Regions from separate parts of the Zea mays genome. Here regions 2, 3, 4 and 5 are each linked to region 1. Evidence: chromatin contacts called from public Hi-C data. All regions are on one chromosome and are shown on one strand. Each heading gives the region's core, a stretch centred on a gene start, on an enhancer-like site or on the middle of the called end of the contact. The rest is flanking DNA. Distances are from core to core; before and after follow the strand shown.

Region 1 (2,620 bases), core at 36-2,535:
GCAGGATGACGAATGAGTTGGCGACAATTGAGGCGAGTACCATCATTATCGTGTGAAGGTATAGGTGGCTAAATGAGCCGTGTCTGGTAGGCCGGTCCGAGGCACGACCCATTTAATAGAGCTTGGGTCAGCTCGACACGAGCACCGTGTTGTGCTTAGGCCGTAGCCTCGGCCGTAGTGCTGATCTGACCTAACAAGATTATATTTTTTATTTTACAAAAAATCATATATACATATGTACAATTTATATTCAATATTAAAACACTTGAGTATGATGTTTTATTGGTTAGACAGCTTAATCTAGTGTCTCCCGCTCTTCTTCCATCAAGGCGTGTGTTCGACCTCCAACTCCTGCACCGCACCAAATGACCTGCGGGTGTCGGGCCTAGTGGGCTCGTTAATTTAAAATAGGTATGAGAGATTATTTGTAAAAAGATGACCGTTGAACCTGATGATTTAATATAGTAGAGACATAATATTATATTAGTAGTAGAGATTAATAGTAGTTAACTAAATCAAGAAATAAACAACGCCAGACCACCACGCTACGACTGAACTGGGCCCTCACCGGGTACGGCCCAGGTTTATTTGTAACGTGCAGGGCTCGTTTTGCTTTGGGCCCTCGATCCCGTTGCCAGCTATCGGCCACGGCCAGGGTCCCGCCAAAAAAAAAGAAGCTGGATGAAAACATGTATTATTATACACATATATCTATAAAAAAAAGATAGAGAGGAAGACTGGTTGCTGGTCAGCATGCGTGGCATCCCTGTCAGCAAAGTAACAGTACTACCTCCGTGTCGTTTTGACTTTTTAAGACTAAATTTGATAGACTCGTTTTATTAAAATATCTATAATTATTATTTATTTTTATTCTGATCAGCTTATCGTACAAATTTACTTTAACTATCAACTGTTTTTTCTATGTTTTTCACAAATATTTTGAATAAAATAAGACGGTCAAGCTTGGTATAAAAAAGTCAAACGACTTTTTTTTTGAGGGAGGAAGTAGTACGTGCATGTCACCGTCGCCATGGCTCGCCAGAGGGAGGGAAGCTGCTTCGCATCCGCCGCCGTGGAATTCAGCGGGCTCAAGCTCAACGCGGCGTCTGGTTTGAACGTAAGTAACGCGTTTTCATTCATTCGTTCTTTCATCAGTTTTAGCGGCAGTACAACCAATTTTGTTTTTTTTTTTAAAAAAAGATTGATGATTCCGTTTCTATTCTACTATCCAAACGATGTGAACAGACAGACTGTCCAATGAATCCCAACACGGCAGAGCAGGCAACTTCCACGACCACGCCACTTGCGTGCGTGTGAGTAGGCGCTTGCTTGCTTCCTTTTTCGTCCCCCACACCACACCCGGTCGGTCCGCCGGTTAAAGACGTCTGCTTTCGTCCAGCACCACCACCACCACCGGGGCAATCAATCATCCATCCCCGCATTTCTCCACTCAACCCACACCCCAAAGAGAGGGGAATCAGTCTCTCCCATCCCATCACCAACCCTCCTCCTCCTTGCCTAGGTACTCGCAGCAGCGTCGGCAAGCAAGGTTCTCTTCTCGCGCCGCCCAGATCTGAGCGCTCCCATGGCCATGCCGTCCTCCCGCTCCCCGGCGCCGCCGCCAACGGCCTCCTCCTCCTACTGGTGCTACATGTGCGACCGCTTCGTTCGCGCCGCCGCTTCCTCCTCCTCCTCACCCACTTCGCCGTCCTCCTCCTCCCCCGCCTGCCCGTCCTGCGGCGGGGGCTTCCTCGAGGAGATGGGCGCGCCGCCGCCCCGCGCCCGCCGGCCCCGCCGCGCCGCCCGCCGCGGCGCCGACTCCCGCGCCTCGCCCTTCAACCCCGTCATCGTTCTCCGCCGCTCCCCGCCCGCCGACGCCGACGCCGATGGCTCCTCCTCTCCCGCCGCCGCCACCGGCAGCAGCTTCGAGCTGTTCTACGACGACGGGGCGGGGTCGGGCCTCCGCCCGCTCCCGGAGAGCATGTCGGACTTCCTCATGGGCTCCGGCTTCGAGCGGCTGCTGGAGCAGCTGGCCCAGATGGAGGCCGGCGGCGGTCTGGCGGCGCGCGCCCGCGACGCGCCGCCGGCGTCCAAGGCCGCCGTGGACTCCATGCCCGCGCTCCGCGTCGGCGCCGCCCACGTCGCGGCCGACGCGCACTGCGCCGTCTGCAAGGAGGCCTTCGAGCTGGGCGCCGAGGCCAGGGAGATGCCCTGCGCCCACATCTACCATGCCGACTGCATCCTGCCCTGGCTCGCGCTCCGCAACTCCTGCCCCGTCTGCCGCCACGAGATGCCCGCCGACAACGCCGCCCCGCGCGCTGCCGCCGCCGCCGCCGCGGACGAGGACGCCAGGGTCGGCCTCACCATCTGGAGGCTCCCCGGCGGCGGGTTCGCGGTCGGGAGGTTCGCCGGCGGGCCGAGGCCCGACGAGAGGGAGCTCCCCGTGGTGTACACGGAGATGGAAAGCGGGTTCAACTTCAACAGCGGCCACGCGCCCAGGCGGATCTCGTGGGGCGCCAGGCAGGCCGCGGCCACGGACAGGGGCACCGTCCGCCGCTTCCTCCGCAGCGTCTTCGCCTGCTTTGGACGCGGCCACGCCCCGTCGGCGGCGGCCGCGCGC
Region 2 (2,620 bases), core at 65-2,564, 230 kb before region 1:
CTATAATAAGCACTAACACACGTTGATTTAGTCGACACGATGACTGCTACAACGTTGGTATGATATATGGTTTGCGTGCGTATGTTTATGCATGTGCGTCTACTGTGTAATTAGTAGGGGGGAAATCATATAGAACTCCTGCCCTTCGATTTTTAATAAAATCTTACTGCAACCTCCTAATAGTAACCCCACTTTGGTAACCTCACTTTCCGGTGGATAAAAAAAAAACTTGCAGATGATCTATACCCTAATTCCTCTCCCCTGTGATATATTTCATTCTAGAGATTTTAGGACATATTAAGAGAAAACACAAAGGACGCATGTTTTCTCACTTTATTTTCTAATCAGATCCTATCTTCAGTACGGGGCATGTTTGGACTAAACTTTACTGCATACTTCGGTTGCCAACTCTAAGATCTAAACATAAATTAACAAGAACAAATAGAAGCTAATTGATGAGTAGAACTCATTAGAATTTCTTAATTAGTCAACGTTAGGCTAAACTTTCGTCCGGTGACGATCCAAATAGGCCCATAATTAATTGTACCGAATTTAACCTCATACTTTTTTTTTGCTGTCAACACAATATATTCACTGTGCAAGAAGGGGCGACATTTGAATACGTTTATTTATGCATTACTTAATTAGTGAGAATTCACACATCCATTATTCGGCATGCCCGCGTTATTTCATCGTATATATATTTATTTCAAGTTCTGGGGCAAGGAAAGGAAATAGCGGCTAGCTTATATATTATCAGCCGATGTGGGGCGTCTGGGCGACGATGTCGACGAAGATGCGGACACGGTTAGGGCGATAATCCGCGGTCACCACGGAGCCGACGGGCAGCACCACGATGTCGGCGTCCGGCTTGTCCTTGAGGATCACCTTCTTGGCGTCCTCCACGCTCAGCCCGACCACCTCAGGCCACGACGTCTTGGCGCCGCCGCCGCCGCCGCCGCACTCCGTGGAGCTCATGGTGTCGCGAACTGCCGGACCAGTTGACGATATGATCGATCTGGCATGTGAATTATATATATTGAAAGGAGAGATTTATTACAGACTACTATCACTGCAAAAACATAATAATAAAATAAGACATTATATTATTGAAAGGCACACTCACGGGCAGGTAAATCTTGCTTGTTGCACTGCTGGTTGTTGGATATATATTAAGCGAGTGCACCGGTGATGAGGTATTTATAGAGCTGCGTTGCGTGCAGGCAGGACGTGTGTGTATATACGCACGCGAGGCACACGAGGATAAACAGCCACTACGAAACAAAGAACAGATAGCAACACTGCAGGAAAAAAAATCCATGGTTATCCCATGCTTGCAGCCAAAATAGTCAGCATTTTCCAGCGCGCGTAGCTGGCGCTGACGCGGACAGAAACTTATCAAAACTCGGTGAACAGTGACCTAACCACCTCGCCCACCGCTGTACGTTTCGGGGTGTTTGTTTCTCAGATTCTGGCCATTAGCTAGGATCGGCATCTGATAGTGTGTGAAAATGGTCTAAATCAATCTGAACAAAATCCGCCGAGTTATCCAACAATAGGAGGAATCTGTCAATTTCTATATCTTAAACTCTATGACCCTCCATCTTACTTCGCACGTAAACCCTACTGTTGGCGCCGTTTTTGCGCTAAACACCAATAATCACTAGATTCCGCTCATGAGTAGTCGAGACCTTGGAGACCTCTCTGCAAGGTGCTGAACGGTTCGTGATAGGTCACTGGACCGTTCGCGTGTAGGTCACCATGGAGCAAATAACTATGCTCTTCTCTGCAGGCGCGTGGACCGTCCACTTGTAGGTGGTGGACCATCCACGATGCCGTAGAGGGTTTTGTGTAGAACCTAAATATCGTCTCTCGAGGACCCCGTCGGGGAGAAGAGATCATAGGGTTGTTTTGATATCAACAAGCCACCTAAAGCACCTCTAGATGACGTAGAGCTAAAGAGGTCAAGGTTGAGTTTGGGAAACTACAACTAGAGCTACACTACATCTACTCCTAAGGCATGAAGATAAATAATGTAATAAATTGGTTTCGATTTGATCTTGTATTCTCATTTGGTCGTACCTATCATGTATATAGGGGGGTTTGGACCCATTCCTAGGCGAGATCCAATAGTTCCGTCCGAGTTTGTTAGGATAACCACGCATGGGATAAGGACTCCAGCCTGAACTAATCTAATCGCGTACCTTCCGAACTACTCCTGCGAATCGTCCAGGGCATAGACCGTTCGGGCCACAAGGCCGGACCATCCGACTATCCAAGTGCCAAATTTGTTGTTCAACACATGCCCCCTCCTTTTGGTGGAGGTCATGAACCAAAAGCACTTGTACTACTAGTGTCTTTCGAGAAGCAATAGATTTCACAACTCACCCTGTTCCCGAAATAAGAACTCTAGCCCATGCAAGTCTCCAACTTTTTCAACCAAATAGTCCATTTAGAACTCTAATTCATAAAGGCTATTTGTGATTGCATCTTCTTCGGTCATGGCTGCTTGATCAATATGTTAAAAGGTATAAAATTATGGTGCCCCTAGCCCAAATAAGCAAACGAGTCAGACATGTAATAGGCAGACATGTACCAGGCACATGTAAAATATTGAGTA
Region 3 (2,620 bases), core at 47-2,546, 160 kb after region 1:
GGTGGCGGTCCTCAGCTCGTTGAAGCTGAAGGCCCTGACGTTGGCCGACTCCAGGATCTCGTCCTCGCTGCGGGGCGTCGGCAGCATGGACGCGGACGACGCGTGGCTGCTGCACCCGCTCAGGGCTGCCGCCGCCCCGTTCCTGCTCGCCAACTTGGACGCCGTCCCTGACGATCATCAAAAGGAAGAAACTTTGAGAATTCCGCGCATCGTGGTATTTATATTCCTTTTTGTTTGCCCAGTGTTAATAAAGTGAGAAAGAAGAGGGAAATGACCCATGGGCCGCCAAGTTAGAAGCCAAAGACTGAAGCTTCCTCTTCGCTTCCTTGGCTTGGCTTATACAAAGAAAACACGTAAAACCTTTCTTCGGCGTGCGTTGGGGTCGGGGGAGGAGGGAGGGCAGTCAAAAACATTGAAAAATAAAAACAGGGCAACCCTGGATTTAGGCCTAGCTGAACAAAAATCTGAACGTTCGATCCAGCTAGTGCCGTGAGTGGCATGGCATGTGAGGGGAAAAAGTCCTGTAAATTAAGTGAGCCGTGCTAGCAAAATATATTGTATCGGTTATCATAGACATAGCACTGAAATGGTGCTAGAAATCATCGTGATCCAAAAGAGTGGAAGACAAAGCCTGTGATGGACGGCTAACGTGATCGAAGGTGGAATCAATTAAACGAAGCGATCCAAAAGAGAAGAGACAAACCTGACGGGGATGAGGCGCCGCGGGACGGGCTGTCGGAGCTGATCTTGGCGCCCCAGCAGTTGCCCATGGCGACGCGCCGCGCCGCGGAAGGAACCCTTGCTGAATCAGAAAGGGGGTGGGGGAGCACGAGCAAACGACAAGCAGGGGCAGAGGAGAAGAAGAAGAAGAAGAAGAAGGCGGGGACCTTTTTGGTGATGGTGCCTGCGGGGTGCGGGCGGGGGCGGATGAGGTTGAGGAGGGATTGGAAAAGCGGGGCGGCAGAAGAGAAAAAGCCGGCGGTTTCCCTTTCTGGGTCACGCACCCCGCGTTGGCCTGCACGGATCGCTCCACCCTAAACCTGAAGAGCGAGGGGGGCTGAAGACCACCACCAACCAACTCTCGCGCCAGCGCCAGCGGCCGGGATACCGCCTGCCCTGCCACCAGCGCTTCTAGAAGTAGCAGCAGTGGGAGGGGGGCGAGGGGGGAGTGGATGGAGATGCCGCCGCCATTAATGGCTGGCGGGCGGAGGGGAAAGGCAAAGGCTCCCTCGGAAAGCGAGAGGGCGAGGACTGAGCACTAGCAGGGGGAGAGGTGGTGGTTGGCTCCCCACCCCTTTTCCTTCCGTCTAGTATTATATATTTATTTATTTTTCTCGTTGCCGTCACCCTACGTGAGGGCTCCACGGCCGTCCGCTGCGCATCGGACGGCGGCGACGGCCTTCCGTGGTGGGTAGGAAACGTGAACGAAATAAATAAATAAAATAAAATAATTAGATGGGTGGATCGAATCGCCGGCGCACGGCTCTGCCCGCTGCTACGGAGTCCAAAGAGGCGCGACGCAACACGGCCTCGCTGACTAATAAACGTTTTTTTATAAAAAAATAATACTATTCAATTTGGTTTGAATTTTAAAGCCTCGGGCGGCGGCGGCGAGTCAGCTGGCAAAATGTATATAGGGAGCGTGTGTGTGTGTACACGGACCGATGGGTCGGACAAAATGTGCTAGTAGTACTTTTTTTTTAATGGCAGCCGGTTTGATACTTGTGATGCGCTGCAGTGATTGATTGGAGAAGGACAAGTTGAGCACTGCAGGTAGTAATAGTAGTAGTAGTAGGTTAGCAGGTTGGTTAGATCTCCGTTGAATTGTATGCACGTCGCCGGCTGCGTGTGTGCGCGTGCACACGTGATCCAGGGATCTTTTGCCTTCCTTTTCTTTTCGGTTCGCTCCTCCTAGTACGTACTACTACTGTCTCGGCTTCAGGGAACACGTACGCACCCGCAGAGTCCAGGCCCTGCAACGTGATGGCCCATTGCCTGCTCGCCCACCGAGCCCAAGAAGGATGCACAGGGCCCAGCTGCCTCAGTTTTACTAGTACAGTCGGCCCATATACTCCGTGCCTACTTTGTACTTTGGGCCATTTCGCTTCTGCCAAAATCCCATATGTCGTCAATACACCGGCCATTTCAGGGGGGATGTTGTGCATCCGGCCTGCAAACTCCGAACGCTGCAGCCCCTCGGAAACTGGATGATGGGCCCAACGAAGGACACCACCGCTTGGCCGCTGGCTCTTCGGCTCTGTTTTCACGCGTTCGGCTCCGTGACGTGTGAGCGAGCAGGCACGGCTCCGCTGGCTGCAACGTTGGATGTTGACGCATATGTGTGTTGGTTGTTGACGGCTTCGTTTGGGGATCACTCTTCTGCTCTTATTCCTTTTGACATTAGTAAAACATTGGAAGAAATCAGAAAAGGCAAGTCCAGAATTGGTTGTATCTGGAGCATACTCGAAGCCTGTTGATCTGTGATCGACTGGTAATAAAGGAGATCACAATTTTCTAATTTATATATGGCGAACAATAACAGTAACTGGAATATTCTCAACTGGTAACAAAACTTCTCTATTCCCAAATGTTGTATCATTTACTGGTTCATCAAAATGTA
Region 4 (2,620 bases), core at 67-2,566, 140 kb after region 1:
CGCCAAGATAACATAAGCATGGCAGGTGTCACCATGTCCTCCTTGACGGCACGCATAGAGAAAGGACAGGAGAATGTCCGACTCGTCCCGTACCCGCACCGACGAGCGTCGGTCGGCTCGCGGCTGCAACCGTGGGCGGAGGCAGCAGGTTGGGGAGGAAGAACATGGCGAAGGCTGGGAAGATGAAAGGGACATCCGACGACGGCGAAAACGATGGTGCGCGCATGATGTGAAACGTCCTCGTGGACGTGCAATAACCACTGCGCGAGTTGGTGTCGGGGCTGGTGTCAGACAAATATGGGGAGGAGGCGTCTACTCCTACGCCCTCTGCTGAGAATGGGGTGGCGCGAAGGTGGAGGCATGATGGGAGAGAGAAAAGAAGTAGAATGTCGAACGGGATGGTGATAACTGAGGCGAGGATCATCATTATCATGCGGAGGTACAGATGGCCAAATGGGTCATGTCTAGCGAGTCGATCCGAGGCACGACCCATTTAACAGTGCATGAGCCAACCCGGCACGAGCCCCGTGCGGGTACTTGGGACGTAGCCTCGACCCGTAGTGCTGGCCCGGCCCTGGCACAATTATTTTTTTAATTTTACAAAAATTAATATATACATATGTGCAATTTATATTCAACATTATAAACAACTGAGCATGATGTTTTACTGGTTAGACAACTTTGCCTAGTGTTTCCCACTCTTCTTCCATTAGGGTGTGGATTCATTCCCCACCTCCGGCACGGCTTTTTAACATTTTACGTTGAGTTGATTTGGAAGAAATGTAGGGACTTTTTGTAAAAAGATGACGCAGGACAACCGTTGAAACTGGTGATTTAAGTATAGTAGAGATAAGCGAGATTAGTTTTTTTATAAACAGTTAAAGACTGCGGTGGTACGCTGAGTTGATTTGGAAGAAATGTAGGGACTTTTTTTTAAAAAAAATGACGCGGGACGACCGTTGAAACTGGTGCTTTAAGTATAGTAGAGATTTTGATTAGACGTTGTAGTTAGTTGTAGAAAAGTTTATTCATCTCTTCTAATATGTCATTTTGACACCACAAATATCCATTCATACTACTCTCTCCTTCATAAGGACTGTTCTAGTCTTCGATCCCTACTACTTTAAAACCTTATTTTTTTTCAACCACCATTTTTCAAAATCTTCCTAGCAACAAACACAATCACAACCAAATTTTGGGCCATTTCCAGCAACGGAACACATTCCCGTCTGATCCTGACAAAACGAGCACAACTCTAAGTGGGTATGGCCCATGACACATGCGGCTATCCTTCGCGACCAGCGGGCACGAAAGTGATAAGGAGACGGTACTAGTAAACTGACTAACTGCTGCCCACTCGCCGGAGAACCATGGCCACGGCGGCGGCGTGTGTGCGGGTGGCGTCTCCGTTCACGGGCCCACCTATCTGGCATCCCAGACACGTCATCTCAACGAGGCGGGGACCCAGGAGGGCCGGGCTGGCCGTCACGGCGGCGGCTGCCGCCGGTGGATCGCCGCGCACTGTGCTCGTCACCGGCGCGGGCGGCCGAACAGGTAGGTTTCCTGAAGTTCCGCTCATTTGGCATTTCTCATCCGTAGTCAAAGCTCTCGGCTTTTGGCTGTTGATAGAGCGGTTCACATTGTTCATGATTCATGTCAACGTTTGCAAAAAACCAATTTTCATCATTTGTGGTAATCCAGGCCAAATTGTGTACAAGAAGTTGAAGGAGAGGGAAGGACAGTTTGTGGGACGTGGCCTAGTCAGGACGGGAGAGAGCAAAGGCAAAATTGGAGGCGGTGACGACGTGTTTGTCGGCGACATCAGAGACCCCGAGAGCATTGCTCCTGCGATCGAGGGCATTGACGCGCTCATCATCCTCACCAGCGCGGTCCCAAAGATGAAACCGGGGTTTGATCCTAGCAAAGGGGGGCGCCCTGAGTTTTACTTTGAAGAAGGGAGTTATCCTGAGCAGGTGCCTGAAATTATTCGATATACAGTGCTCTTACAGTATTTATCTAAAATACGTGGTGCTCTTACGGTAGCTGTATGTGTCAATTCCCAAATTTGTTTGGAATTGATGTTCTATGTTGTTTGTCTCTGTTTCAAGGTGGATTGGATTGGCCAAAAGAATCAAATTGATGCTGGTAAATGTTACCCCTCGTCTTGCATATACGTTGTTACACATCATAGGCAACCTATTTTTTGTGCTAATCTGTTGAACTACTGATCATTTCAAAGTGACTGTTGGGTGAAACTGCCCTTTTTTCTGCAAACGTAACTTTCTATTTCTGTTTCTCAGCTCTTTTTCGTTGCATTTTTATGCAGCTAAGAGCATCGGTGCAAAGCACATAGTTTTGGTGGGATCCATGGGAGGAACAGACATCAATCACCCGCTAAACAAGTTAGGAAATGCAAATATACTGGTACATAGCATATTTAGCTTTTCTTCCAATTTGTTCTATTCTCTGTCCTTGTGCATGTTTTGTGTGCATGAGAACATCACCTTCGTGTCTGCATTGTTTAGCAACTTCCTAGTCATTTTCTTCTAAATTTTCAGGTGTGGAAGCGCAAGGCAGAACAGTACCTAGCAGACTCCGGTCTTCCATATACAATTATAAG
Region 5 (2,620 bases), core at 49-2,548, 140 kb before region 1:
GAACCAGTAGACGTTTCTCAAGACCAGAAAGCATGAACTGCTGCGGAAGCATTCATCATAACGTCACTAGTAACGGTATAACGTCACAATCAAGATAGTCAGCTGAAAATACAACTTAGGCCTCCAAAGCCAAATATGGAAAGAAGGCGTTTTTTCGTTCCTTGCGTCACTTATCTTCGCGTAAATAAATTTCGCTATCAATGAAGAAGCACCACTCGAACAAAATCCATAGATCACATATAACTGCAAGACAAAGACATCACCAGAAACCACAGGTCTCACGTGCAATCACGCATTCACACTGTAGAGAAAGCACAACGACTAGACACCTAATATATGTCAAATATAGAAAATCTAAGATACTTGGACGCTTGATATATAGATACTCCACTATAAGTGGAGTGAACTCAGGCCTATCACTCATCAGTCAAAAACAGGAACGACTAGAAGGTCAAAGGCTTTCTCGAAGCACGTATATTATGTATATTAGTAGCACAGAATGAAGGTAAACCTAAGAAGTAAGTGGGAGAAAAGATTCGATCTTTCCACCTGAAAGATGGTGGAGAAGCTCCTCTGGCGACCAAGATCGATCCCGGGCAGGCCGACAGTCCCCTCGGCAGCCGACGCCTGCTGCTGCTGCCTCCTGCCGTCCCCGATCCCGCCGAAGCCCGCGGAGCGGAGGCGGTGGTGCGAGGACCGCCAGTCCTCCTTGGACAGGAGCGGCGGTGGGAGGCGCGGGTTGAGGTGCGCACTGGAGTAGTAGTAGCTCTGGTACGCCGGGTCGGCGCGGAGGTCGTCGTCCACGAGAAGGCCGCCGTCGGCCCCGGCGGCGCCCAGGGCTCCCTCGACAGTGGGCGGCGCGGAGCCACTGCGAAACACCTCGAAGTCGCCGCGGTCGGTCTCCGCGCCAAACGCCGCCGCCTCGCCGCCGCGCGCCGCCATCTCCGTGACCATCGCCGTGGGGGTGTGAGGGGGTAGCAGCGAAAGAGAGAAAATGGAAAGGAAAAGAGGAGGCTAGATCTTTAAGTCCGCCGCGCTAGAACCCCGCCATTACCGAGCTCCGGCGGCCGGAAGCGCGGAGCTGAATCTTTCAGCGCCGGAATGAGCCGAGGCGGCGGGAACCGGGTTCGGATGCTCAGCGCGGGCGAATCGAGGGGCGGGCATCCATCTGCGTGGGGCGAGCGGCGTCCGAATTCAGAGGATTTGGGATTGGGATGGATTTTGGAGGCGCTCCGCCTTCGAGCAGTGGCGTGCTGAGGTAAGTACTGAGTAGGGAGGACTGGGGAAGAAGAGTAGAGAATAGACCGGAGAGGAAATCAGTCAGAGGCCGGTTGCGGCTCGATTAAGTACAACGGGCGGAGCGAGGTGCGCCGTTGGATTTTGGGGGTAGACGGCCCAGATTTGCCCGAGGGCTTTGGGTCCTCTTCTAGGGTTTTGTTCTCACACACACAGTCACATTACACAGTCACTCATCTTTGTTACTATCATACTCCGTGTCACGTGCAAAGTGCGTACATCTATTCCTCTTGCTACTCGTCTACCACTAGCCTATCGCACCATAGATGGTGAAAAAATACATAAGTTCAATATGATATGAAGCCACACGTAGTGTAGCTCTTTCACACAGTGTGTGCCTAAGGGTGGGGCAAAGGGTCAGTCGCCTCAGGCCCCAAATTCATAGGCCCCATTCTAGGTACATGTGTATAGTAGTCAGACTATCAATATATAGTCCAATGATTCAGTAGCGAAGTGTCGAAAAAAATAAAAATTATGGTGTATCCATTACTCATTCGTGTTTAAACATGTTAGAAGAAACTTTTATGTTAATATTGTAATATGTATCTTTTTTACTTGTTTGATAAGGATATTTTTAGATGTTGTTGTTCGAACCTCCGCTCCGACAAGTAAATTTCTATGTGTGTGTCCTGAGCTCTGGAAGGTGTGTTTGGTGGACGCAAGATTTATACTGGTTCGGACAGAACATCTCTACATCCAGTCTTCGGCGGCTCGCACTATCAACACCTTTGTTGCTCAATGCTCATAATAGGGATTATAAGTGGGTTACAAGCGGTGATAGAGAAAAGAAGGGCTCTCAAGTCTCTTACTAGGTATGTACCTCTGCGTTGCAACGGAGGATACTTGTGCACTCATAAGTTATTGTTTAGTACTATCAAGAATCAACTCAATAGTCACAACAAATGTTGAAGTTTGTCATTTCGAACAACCAAAATTTGGCTAATCTATTAATCGAAATAGGCAAATTCTAAGTTGATAATACAAGATATGATGATGTACCATGGTCTCCATAGAACAAATTTGCATTGCAGAGTGAAAAATTATAAAAAAGGAGATCTTAAGCCTATCAAAAGGGGATGGTGAGTTGTGACTATCAAAATTATTTTAGCTCACAAATATGGCCCTTTTATCTTTTATGTTGTGGGGAAATATGGTGTAGCATGATTTCTACATTACATACATATGGATAAGTATTATGACAATATTCAACTCATCTAAAGATGAATCCTCTAAAAACAGGCACAACAACTGAAGTTGTGCACATTCAAGTTTTAGGTTTCCTTACATAGACTATGAGGCAACCATGTAATGTTATTGGAGAGCA

Evidence for each region. A called contact is a pair of places that touch in the nucleus more often than the background predicts.
Region 2: a Hi-C map of ear shows a contact between it and region 1, with 1.9 times the contacts expected there. The contact joins the promoter of LOC542408 here to the promoter of LOC103637322 in region 1. A contact is called at or near these places in 5 of 25 Hi-C or Micro-C datasets (bundle sheath, ear, endosperm and 2 more).
Region 3: a Hi-C map of bundle sheath shows a contact between it and region 1, with 3 times the contacts expected there. The contact joins the promoter of LOC100285589 here to the promoter of LOC103637322 in region 1. A contact is called at or near these places in 2 of 25 Hi-C or Micro-C datasets (bundle sheath and leaf mesophyll).
Region 4: a contact with region 1 is called in a Hi-C map of leaf mesophyll, with 2.0 times the contacts expected there. The contact joins the promoter of LOC100194029 here to the promoter of LOC103637322 in region 1. A contact is called at or near these places in 3 of 25 Hi-C or Micro-C datasets (bundle sheath, leaf and leaf mesophyll).
Region 5: a contact with region 1 is called in a Hi-C map of ear, with 2.6 times the contacts expected there. The contact joins the promoter of LOC100279770 here to the promoter of LOC103637322 in region 1. A contact is called at or near these places in 8 of 25 Hi-C or Micro-C datasets (bundle sheath, ear, endosperm and 3 more) and 1 of 3 datasets of contacts at active chromatin or transcription factors (seedling).

Annotation. Positions count from the first base shown.
Region 1 is chr8:137,805,619-137,808,238 of Zm-B73-REFERENCE-NAM-5.0, reverse strand. It overlaps LOC103637322 (probable E3 ubiquitin-protein ligase RHC2A), which reads left to right and starts at 1,285. Exons shown (of 1, transcript XM_020542788.3): 1 at 1,285-2,620. The coding sequence starts at 1,586.
Region 2 is chr8:138,035,606-138,038,225 of Zm-B73-REFERENCE-NAM-5.0, reverse strand. LOC542408 (subtilisin-chymotrypsin inhibitor homolog 1) reads right to left here and starts at 1,314. Exons shown (of 2, transcript NM_001245885.2): 1 at 1,127-1,314; 2 at 542-1,018. The coding sequence starts at 978. The coding sequence ends at 757.
Region 3 is chr8:137,641,655-137,644,274 of Zm-B73-REFERENCE-NAM-5.0, reverse strand. It overlaps LOC100285589, which reads right to left and starts at 1,296. Exons shown (of 6, transcript NM_001158480.2): 1 at 704-1,296; 2 at 1-167. The coding sequence starts at 770.
Region 4 is chr8:137,663,167-137,665,786 of Zm-B73-REFERENCE-NAM-5.0, reverse strand. LOC100194029 reads left to right here and starts at 1,316. Exons shown (of 7, transcript NM_001139092.1): 1 at 1,316-1,554; 2 at 1,702-1,973; 3 at 2,109-2,145; 4 at 2,327-2,424; 5 at 2,559-2,620. The coding sequence starts at 1,371.
Region 5 is chr8:137,944,487-137,947,106 of Zm-B73-REFERENCE-NAM-5.0, reverse strand. It overlaps LOC100279770, which reads right to left and starts at 1,298. Exons shown (of 9, transcript NM_001152728.2): 1 at 550-1,298. The coding sequence starts at 954.